Linked DNA regions of Anser cygnoides: region 2 is linked to region 1. A link is a contact called in public Hi-C data. All regions are on one chromosome and are shown on one strand. The core of a region is the stretch at or near the end of the contact, and the rest is flanking DNA. Distances in the headings are between cores, read along the strand shown.

What was found. Hi-C and Micro-C count contacts between places; a contact is called where the count stands out from the background.
Region 2: a Hi-C map of liver shows a contact between it and region 1, with 2.0 times the contacts expected there. The contact joins two enhancer-like sites. A contact is called at or near these places in 2 of 7 Hi-C or Micro-C datasets (both in liver).

What each region holds. Positions count from the first base shown.
Region 1 is chr11:7,298,815-7,304,255 of Taihu_goose_T2T_genome, reverse strand. It overlaps AKAP13 (A-kinase anchoring protein 13), which reads right to left. Exons shown (of 30, transcript XM_067003876.1): 16 at 5,127-5,377; 17 at 4,340-4,465; 18 at 4,115-4,232; 19 at 3,315-3,563; 20 at 1,018-1,094. Among named protein-coding and RNA genes, the nearest start is that of KLHL25, 41 kb to the left of the region's middle. Within about 2 kb of position 2,030, at least 1 of the 3 cell types and tissues checked has open chromatin away from gene starts, as enhancers often do. A contact at or near this core is called in liver, where this site is marked.
Region 2 is chr11:7,448,556-7,453,996 of Taihu_goose_T2T_genome, reverse strand. AGBL1 (AGBL carboxypeptidase 1) reads right to left here. Exons shown (of 26, transcript XR_010834249.1): 6 at 27-64. Among named protein-coding and RNA genes, the nearest start is that of AGBL1, 41 kb to the right of the region's middle. Within about 2 kb of position 2,201, at least 1 of the 3 cell types and tissues checked has open chromatin away from gene starts, as enhancers often do. A contact at or near this core is called in liver, where this site is marked.

The DNA.
Region 1 (5,441 bases), core at 781-3,280:
TCTGTCATTAATATCAGAGCTCCGTAAACTCAGTGAAGCTTGCTAGCTGCTTCACATACCTTATCGTCACAATCTTTCCGTAGGATGGAATAACACCTTATTTTCAAATCCCACAAAAACCCTACTGTTCTTAGAAGCTCATAGTTGACTCCTGCGATGGACCAGACTTGTATATAAAAGGATGTTTATCGTGAGCTACGGTCTTTGTGTAATCGGCCTGCCTAGGTTAAAATGTCCCTTTGCTTCTGGGTCACCAGCACATGAGTGAGCACCTCTGTGCATTTTACAGGATGCTACACTTGGGTGATTTGGTATCAGCTCTCTCTGTGTAGGGCCCTGCGTTTGTGCAGCTCATTGATGGAACTAGAATAACAGATTATCAGCTTTCAAAACATTCAAAGAATAAAAAGGACACAAACGTTCACCTAGTCTAAACCATGTCTGCAAGGTACAGCCAAAACAGGCCCAATTAGGTACCAGACTTTCTCTAGCAGGTCAGTGTGTCTAGTGTTTTAGGAAGCCTGCCTTCAAAGGTGAGTGGTTTTGGTTTCTTGCATTACAAATATACTCTTCTGACATTTATTTGTAAGCTTTACTATTGAATTTACAGCAGTGGTGTTCCCTGCCCCCCACAGCGGTTCATAATATATTAGGACATCAGCCTCTGCTAAGATTTGTTTTTACAATGTTTGTGTTATCCCATTACTTCCCTTCCCCCTGGGATCACTGCTTCAGTTTGCGCAGCCTGAAAATGAGTACGTGTATCGAGTGGCAGGCAGATTTTCAAGGCCAATTATCAGCAATGCCAAGGCACTGCAGAAATCAACATGAGTGGGGTAAGTGGGGAAAAAAAGACATGCTTTCCAATCACAAAGAAAGGAGCCTGCTCAACAAACAAAACAGTTATAAGCAGGAAAACAAAGCTGTTTAGCAGACAACGGCTGGCTTTACTGAGGAACCCATATCAAGGGTCTCTCTCACAGAAAAGCAAGGGAGAAGAAAAGGGTGAAGCCTTACCAGTGAGGCAAAGACATATTTCTGGTCCTTCTCCTGCAGGAATATGAGCATGTCAGAGAGGAGAACAGCCTGGACTTCTGCAAAAGGAAAAGAATACCAATATAACCATGCGGCCCACTCCTAAACAGATTTGTCTTTTAATAACACCAGTGCTCCGGCCGCTGGGGAGCGTGAGGGCTGGTTTTGGGTCAGCCTGCAGTGCTGCTCGATCTGCTGGTTGGCAGGCACAGCTCCTGGAAAGGCCGTGCTGCTGTGCAACGCCGAGCTGCCCTAGGAAACATGCAGGGCCCTCACCTCGGTGGGAGGGCTCCTCTCCAGCCACAAGCTTCCTAACAGGTAGGACACGGTGTAACAGCAAAAGCTAGTGACGTTTACTGAGTAGAAGCGCTGTTTTCTCAAACAATCAATATTTTAGCCCTTGAGCAAAGTATCTGCACAGGAAGATTGGGGTTTTATGGTTCTCTTGATGAGTAGTTTGGGGAGTGTAAATTATCATGCAACAGCAACATTTGTCAGCTGCAGTTTCTTTCCCAGGAAATACTGACTTCAGGAGCCACCACTAATTCTGCTTGCAGACAAATACAAGCCTTGCTAACTCCAAGGGGAGCCAACATAGCCCTGCATGAGATGCAGGACCTGGCTTTCTTTCATGGGAAAAGGAAGCGTAATATCAAGTAAACTGAGGATCTTAAATCAGAATACAGGCTTTTCCCAAAGTACGCATACAGCCTTCCAAGTCTCCTAATGACATATCATGAAGTTGCACTGTAACTACCAAGCATAAGGCCCCACCCATACCCCTCAGTACAAAGAGTTTTTGTGTAATGTACTTGGGAAATCTTGTGACAGACAGGAAGCAAACCAAAAAGTGAAGTCATCCCATGGGTTCTTCCCTTCCATTCTGTTTTGGGAAGACAGGATCCTTTTCAGAAAAAAAGAACTACCAAATTTTAATCAAAGCTGCAAAATGAACTCAAAGCTCTGGGAGGTTTGAAAAAGTCAGCAGTTGACTCTGTTCTTCTCTATCACTATATTTTCTGCGCACTCTGCAGAAGGGGAAATGCTAAAAACATCCAAGAAAACTTCTAAATTTCTCTCTCTGCTCCACTTAAAATACCATAAAATAGCCTAAGTATCTGAACCAGCTGTTCTCCTATGGGGCTCCGCTGTTTCTCTGTAGGACCTGCTTTCCCTGGGGGCTTGCACTACAGACAGGGGCATTTCTATGACTTATAAATGCAAATGCAGCCTGTACTTATCAAAAGATTTCACAATCACAGCATAAGTTGCTTAATCCACCATTTAAAATCAATAGCAATCTTGGGAGCCTGGAAACCATCTGTAAACTTCCTGTTTCCAGAACCTCAAAATAAATCCTATCTGATTTGGAATTTCGCCTATCACTGCCTCACTGCCCAGCACATCACCAGACTATGCATCTCCATTCATGCCCAAGTACCCTGGTGTAATCAGCTGATGCTGGGAGCAAGAAGGAATCAGCTGCAAGAAAGAAAGCCCAGCCTTCCTGCTGAGCCCTAAGAAAGCTCTGCCTGCTTTCACCACTGCTGTTGTCCCAGCTTAAGGCTTGCTTGGGAGATTTAGTGCTTAACTCAGTAAAGAACTTCAGTGCCATGTCGAGAACTTTAGAGCACAGCACTTCAGAAAAACCATTTCCATGCGATGATAAACAAAAAGCAATTCAAGAAAACATGGACACACACGTAACCAAGCAAGAGGCAGCTGCAGGGACACCAGAGCCTCCCCAGCCTCTCCTGAGCAGCTTGCGTCAGCAGCTCGAGAGGTTCAAAAGCAATAAATGCCTGGGACACCTCTCTCAAGGCCTAGTGAAACTGGGAAAGGTAACGCTGAGCCTGAGCAGCAAAGGAGGTACAGGGCTGCTGGCGGGTAGAGTCACCAGGAAGCTGAGGCTGGGTTTCGTATTCAGCAAGCACGCTTCCTGGAATCGCTGTACGTGCGTGTTTTGCCACAGAGATCTGACTCACTGCTCCAGACAACTGCAGCCCCAGCATCCTCCTGGCCCAAAGGCTGCCCCAGCACCTCACTGCAGCCTGCATCTTCAGCAGGCGTCTGGTCACCGGGCGGAAAAGCAGCTATCGGTCACCTCAGAAACAGCACAAGGTATTGGAAACACTGTGATGGAAACAGAGTATGCAGCACAGGGAAAGCTGCTGTCAAAACCTCTCATAGCAGACGAACAGGTAAGTGTTGGAGAAGCCTATCTGAGGAGCAATCCTACACACAGGGAGGGCAAGCTGTGTGCCCTGCAGCAGACTTACCTTTTAACCGTCCAGCTGCATTTTTCAGTGAAACAGGCCCATCTCGGATGAGCTTCCGATGTCGCAAGTCCTCTCTTGCAAACATCTGACCGCTCTTCATCCTCATGATGGACTTGCTATCTGTCCGGTTGTAAATCTCATCAAGACGTGTTTTCTTTTCATAGTTGCTGACTTTGCTATTGACTGCAGCAATCACATCTTTAACAAGGTTTAATGACTGAGTCAAGTCTTCATGTTCCACTTCATTTTCTTTGAAAAGAGAGAAACATCTCCATTTCACTTCATCCTTGTAGACTCTTAACTTCCCAATTTTACTTCCTTCCCTCCTTTGTCTTCTCCCTCCCTAATTCCTGCATTATAACTTTTTAATATTTTCCCAAGTCAGGTTGCATTTTTCCCCCTTAAAGAGAGCTTCACAAAACCTTTCACATGGAGGGCTGAGGTTGGAGGCTGTTCCAATATATTTTGTATACAAGACAGTAGATATGAAATACACAAACCAACCACGTATTGTAGCCATTACACAGAAAAAGCAAACTGGGAGACTTTGGAGTCTAAGCATGTTGCTCCATAATTAGCTAAAGACAGACATATCAACCAAATCAAGGCACCTGAGCAACTAATCCTAACCAGATATAAATAGAGATATAAAGACTCAAGTTATCTCAATACAGCAGTGTGAGACAATAATGACTAGATTAGTTGGTCAATCATAAGAAAATCTACTTCGGTGGAAAAGGATCCAGGAAATTTACACTGGATGAGCAAATACAGACTTAGAAAAGAAGAACTGGTCCTACCTTTGGTGTACTGCAGTATCCTTTGTAACAGGACTGGGTACTTTGTGATTCTCTGTGTTACCAGCAAGATACATTCAGAAATCCCAAGACGTCTCACCAGGGAGCTGCTCATTTTTTTCTAAGGAACAAAGATGAAAATTTCAATTTTGTAGCAAAACGCCTACCAGAGCGCAGAAAGGAATTTTTTTTTCCCCAATCGACTGTCTCTCTTCTACCAGGTCCTACCTTGACAAATGCCTGAAACCTCTTGTCCTTTGAGTACAGATCTTTGAAATTATTTACTGCCTCATTGTGATGCCCGCAGAATTTGCCGTATGTTTTCTTCATTCGCTCGGCGTTCTCACCAGAGAACTGAAAGACACAAGACACAAAGGTCCAACTTCCACTGAGCATTTTGTGCAATACCCCAGCAGTGCTTGCTAGTCTCTCAAGAGAGCTTTAAGAAAATAAATTAGTCCAAAGCCTTCTGAACCAAGCACTTAAATCTCTAAAGATTTAAGAACTGACTTTGTAAAGAAGTAAAGAACTGACTGTTGTGACTTCACTGCGTTCACACTTAACACAAAATCTGGGATTCTACCTCAACAGGGCTTAAAAGCCAAAAGAGAGCAAGGTAGATAAAAGGAGGAAAGGAGAAAACACAGATAAAGAAAAGTAAAAGGACCTACCCAAAGTTGCATACCACATCAGTAATTCAGCCAAGAAACACACTGTGCACATTTCACTGTGGTCTACTGCCCACCCTTCAGGCTATGGTCAAACCATTTTGAGCCTGTTAAGGAATGCTTCTATTTCCCATGAAATAAACAAAATAAATTTTCATAACTATACCTTCCTCTGAAAGAGCAAAAAGTGCTTAAAAAAGAAGCAGCAGAGATTGTTACGTGTGTGAAGAGTAAAGAGCCATCAGCTGTGATTGTCTAACAAGTAGAAGAGGAGGAGGAGCAAGAACACAGGAGTGTTTGGATTCCAGCTACGCTCTAAGAAATGCAAGTTATTTTCCACGGCTTACTTGATTCACCAGGATGTCACCTATCCTCTTGATAACAAAGTTCTTTTCACTTTTGTCTGCCAATGACTCCTTCTTCCTTTCCAGAATCCGCTGGAAGAAGTGACTGTGGATATGCAGCAAGTTTTCCAGACAGGGAAAGATCTTGTCCACAATTTGCTGATCATACTGCAGTTCTTTTAACATCCCTGCACTGTATACATCGTTCATAATCTTCAGGGTGCGAACATGATGCATTTCTGTCTGCATTAGCTCTGCATAGGATGAGAACAAGGTCAAAAACAAGGTCACAGTAGAACACTTGGGTGTAAAGTACAA
Region 2 (5,441 bases), core at 952-3,451, 150 kb before region 1:
AAGCCATAATATGAAGAAAAGCTTACTTGATTTCAGCAAAGCTGCCAGAGCCTCAATGGCTGCCCTGGGGAAAGAAGAAAGATGAAGAAATGTCAATTTCTTTCATAATTTTTTTAACCTTCATCTTCAGTCTTCGCGGCCAGGCTTTTCAGCTGGTCTATACTGACAGCTTATCATTGACTTCAGAGTTGCAGTGCTTCACACAAGCAGAGAACATCGTCTCTGCAGCTGAGTCAGTTACTCTAAAAGACCATTAGCCCTCTAGCTTTAATGTTACACTGATTTGTAGTGACCATTAAATTTAAAGCAACACCCACATATCCAAAGTAATGAAGCAAGTCCTTAAACTGCTGCCCCAGAGCTATTTCTTTGTATCAGAGACTCAGCACATGCCCATTCCAGACACCAGTGTTTCTATCTACGTCAGCAGATGATAACTTCTGCATCAATCTGGGACATCCATGTCAGCATTTCCAGCCAAATTCCACTCCATTCTCCATTTTCCCAAAACAAGCTTCCACCCCATCCTCCTTTCCATCAGCTTTAACTGAAAGCAAGTTTTATTTTAATTATGACAACACTTTGCATTACAGCAGCATGTCAAGGTCCCCACACAGATCACGGCTTGTAAGAAAGATGCTGAAGCTGTGTGGTAAGACTATTTGCCCCATAGTAGGTAGAGGAGTAGATGCAGATATGTTTGTTGACCCTCTGTGTTATTTCCAATGCACAGGTAAGTAGCTCATCCTGCCTGACTCAGCATAGCACCAGTTTGAATGAGAGCTGGCCAATTGCATTTGCAGTTTGAAAATCCATACCGAGACATCCTTGTCCCTCCCCGCCCCCATGTAGTATATGCCCCATCCTACCAGCCAGGCAAGATTTTCTTTACCAGCCATATGCTGCTGGAACAAGATGATCCTTGTTCTAACCTGGCTTACTGCTGTGAAATTTCAAGTGCTCATAGCTTATTGAATAAATACAGCTACAAAATCCTTCATACCCATGGATTCCTTAAAATGTAATCTCTTTACAAACCAATCCCCAAATAAAATCATATTAACTTCCCCATACTGAACCAATTATCATCCTGTAGCAAGAAATATTTGTTGTCATCAAGCTGCTGTTCATTGTGCCCTGACAGTGGCTGAGACTAAGAAAGATTTGAGAACTGGTTCTTGTTGATATTGGGTCGACATCCTTGTATACTGTCATTCTTCCATAATGAAACTGTTAGAATTCAACACCACTATTACAAAAAAAATAAAAACATAAAAACTACCCACAAATACAGACAGAACAAGAAATCAGCAGCTAAAAATCTCACCAGCAGAAGCACAGTCATGCTCTCATTGTTTTTTTAACTCCACCTAAACAACAATCATTGAGCTGGTGGGAGGAATACCTTCAGCCACCAGCCATTCTGCATGCTCAGGACAGGGATATGCTACCTCCACTGACACTCTGTCCCTAAGTCTTCATGTTCAGGACAAAGTAAACATTTCTAAGCAAATTAAAAAGACCATCCAGAGCACCTCAGTGAGGTCACATTACAGCATGTTTTTCTCTGATAAAACAAACATTACATGCTGGAGTTCGCAGTGGTCTCTGCAGGCTTAAGGTGATCACACCAGAACAGTGAAGGAGTGAAGGAAGGACCAGAGTGTTTCTGGATGCAAGCAGAAGAAATCTGGAGAGTTTTAGAAGGGATCTGGTTTACTGTAAGAATTTTTCAGTAACCATCTACTTGTGAAGCAACATTACAGCCCTGCAACTGTAGCTGGCTGGTTTTCCCACATGCCAGACTAACAGCCTAGAGCCATCCTCATCTCAGTCCACGCCTGCACACAGTACCACAATAAAATGAAGTGGAAACAAAACTAGTACATTTCAGCTCATCACATACTGAGATTCATCACAAAGATTGTCATAGCTGATATGCAGCGTTCTGTATGTCCTACAGCAGACACTCTACAATTTCTCATAAGTAGGTGCAGACCCAGTGGACCGACCTCAATACTATGCATTGCTTTAGAACAAGTTTTGAGAGAAAGAATAATTAAATACATGAGTTTAAGGTGCCAAATGGATAAAACAGGTTTAAGGAATAAAATGAATTTAAACCAGTAGATCAAGTCAGGCTAACTTGATGTCTTTGATAAAATAACTGATTTTTCTATACAAGAGAAATACAATAGATCTAATTTATCTGTACTTCAGAAAAGTACCATACTGGAAGTTATTAGCTAAGATAACAGATGGGGATTAGTACAAGAATTGCAAGGTGGGTAAGGAACTGGTTAAAGAGGCAGCGACAGGAGTTGTGCTGAAAGAGGAATTATTAGGCTGGGGGGAGGTTACATGTAGAAGTTAAAGGATACGTTTTGAGACTGATCTTATTTTATACTTTCCTTAATGACCTTGGCACAAAAAGTCAAAGTATACTAACAAAATCTGCTGACAGTGTGAAGTGTTGGAGCCATTGCCAACAGCGGGGAGTTCAGATTATCTTTCAGGAATAACAGGATGTTCTTGAGTTCTGAAGCAATAGAAATGGGATGAAATGTAATAGTCAAAGTGCAAGGTTATGCATTTAGGGTTTAAATAAGAATTTCTGTTATGAGCAGGGGCTCATAATTTGGAAGCTAGTAGAAGGACACCCTGGATATATGAGCCCATTAGAGGATTAGGACAAGTGTGACCCAGCAGGGTGACACAACTGCGTAAAGGACAGATCAGGGCTCAGAAAAGCCACTGCCAATGGTGAAGGGAAAGCATGAATGTTTTCACCAAGGCTTCACCTGAGCAGCTGTGTATAGTACTCAGAAGGAACAGTGCAGAAAAGGGCTAAGGAAGTGATTATGGCAACAGAGGAGTCTCATGAGGGGAGTCTTAAAGATCACAGTTTGGTCACCTTTGCAGAATAATGGATAAAAGGGGAGTTGATTGTTCTCCATAGACACACTGGGACAGGGGGAAGTAAACACTGAGGAAGGCAGAGAGCTACTTAAGCTAAAGAACAAAGTTGGCACAAGGACAAATGGATATAAAATGGCCATGAATAAATTTCAACTGGAAATTAAAAGATAGGTTTTAAGCACTGGAAAATGAAGCTTTGAAACACCCTCTTGGCAGCAATGGGATGAAGAACGTAATGACTTTGAAAAGGGAGCCTGAATTGCTTATAATGGGATCAAGAGGCTCAGCTGCAAATGGGGAAGGGGTCTGAAAAAAATTGACCCTTAAATCACTATAGTCCTATACCCCTACATTTTAATCATATATAAAATGGAAGTGAATGATAAACAGGTATTCTAAACACAAAGATAATTAACCAGGCCAGAAAAGAGCAGCTGCACCAGCTTAAGCTGAAAGCCCAGGTAGTCTGGTATCCCATGTCCAACAGTGCTCAGGGGAAAAATACAAGACCAGAGCAAAAACACAATGCTGGAACTTCCAGAAGAAACTCAGACTTCAACAATTTGAAGTCCAGAGATGTCATAAATGTAACATAACACCAGTGCCCATGGGAATTTTTAGCTTAGTTTGTTTTCCTTCCATGTATTTCTGAAGCTATGCAAAGTCGTCCACAATATCCTAGGAAAGAAGTGCTTCACACAATAGCTGTGAACTATCCCCTTGCATTTTTTTTTATTATTTTTTAAAACTAGGAGTTTATATCATCATTGTAATTTACACCTTAAGTCAGCTGTCAACAAGTATTCCCAGAATATTATCTGCCTTTGGTGCTGAAAAAAATCTAACATACAAAATACCCTGTGGGAATCAAATCAAGTCACAGAAGAGAGGGAAGAGTAAACTTTCAATGAGAGTAGCAGGATGTATCAATAAGCTAACAGCAAGCCAGGGCAACTGGTGTTTGTGATATCAGCACCTCTTAACAGCATATGGTAAACCAACAGCATCTTTTCTGGCATCAGAAAAGATAATGAGATGAGTAAGTCTGGGACAGGAAGATGGAGAGAAAGCAGATAAATTGTGCATGAGAGCAAGAGAGAAAAATAAAAGATGAGAACAGGAGGGAAAGTTTAAGAGCACAAGAAAGATGACTATGAGCCATATGCTAGACCAGAGAATTTGATAGCATGCCCAGTGCAGAACTCCACATTTGTCTCAAGAAGGAATGGAGGGAAAGATTTCATTAAAAAAACTGGCAAACCTATCCAGATGCCTTCCTCTGATTTTCTGTTCTTTGTGGTAATACGTTACTAAAAATCTTACACTGGGATTGACAAAGCAGCTATCTCAAAGGACACTCATTTATATATTTCAATAAAAGGATATATAAATAAAGCAGCCCTGTCTTAAGAGGCATAGTAAATGCTGATCCATAATCAGAAAACGTTTAAAACTGCCTGTAATAGCAGTCAAGACAGCCACTTTGAAGCATGGAAGTCTTTTGAAGTGTTTCCAAATCAGCAGCTTGGGTATCAGGGCAGAAGTACAACTACTAGACAGATAGACAAACAACTTCCAGATTCTGTGCTTAGGAACCAGGAGCAACAACAAAGGAAAAAATCCACTTCCCAAGCCAAAGAACAATTGGATTAGCCACTAAAGTTGGGCTGCTCAGAAGCATAGACACGAGTCTTTTATGTCTAGGTCACCCCTTTAGATCTGGCCTAGGGGACAGCGTCAGTTGGAATCACTGCAGACAGAGGAGACGGGGAGTCAGAGTCTCAAGTTTTCTTCCCTGCTCTGATCTTGGCTCACAGGCTGTAGCTCTCTGCATTATGATGGACAACTCTGTGCCTCTGTTTCTCTGCATTTTGACTAGATCATTTATTTCCATTTCACTCCGTGTTAGAAAAAGACTCCTGAAAATGAAAAATATTGTTACAGAAGGCATGCCTGGTGGACTATATGAAAGGATTTTAAGACTCACAGGGCACATTGAGTTTGGTGCCCATCTGTTCAGTACTACCTTGTGATTATGAAGAGGGAAACAGCAGAGAAGTTAAAGAATGAACAAAGAAATGAACCAGAAGGGTTCTGTAAATCAGCTCCCAAGTAATTTAACCAGCATCTTCCTTCTCCTGTGAGATTTTATCTTATACATGCTTAAACATGAAACACCCTCTTCAAATTACTGAATGAAAGCTAATGGTTTGGTGCTTCATTAAATACTTCTTCAGACCCATTGCAACTCCTAAAGGCAGTCGCACCCGGATAATAAAGATGTAAGTACTATTTTTATAGAGACTTAACAAAGGATTCTGCCCCTGCCTGGCAGCCCCTATTGACTCAGCCCATGCTCCCTCCTTTTGCTCTTCACCCTGCGATTTCTCAGTATACTCACTTGTTGCTGTCATGTTTATTTATATCTCACACAGTGTGGGGCATGGACCGTGCAATATATTTGTACGGTATCACTGGGAATCTCAACTGAGGGCTCATGGTATTACAGCTTACAGGCTTAG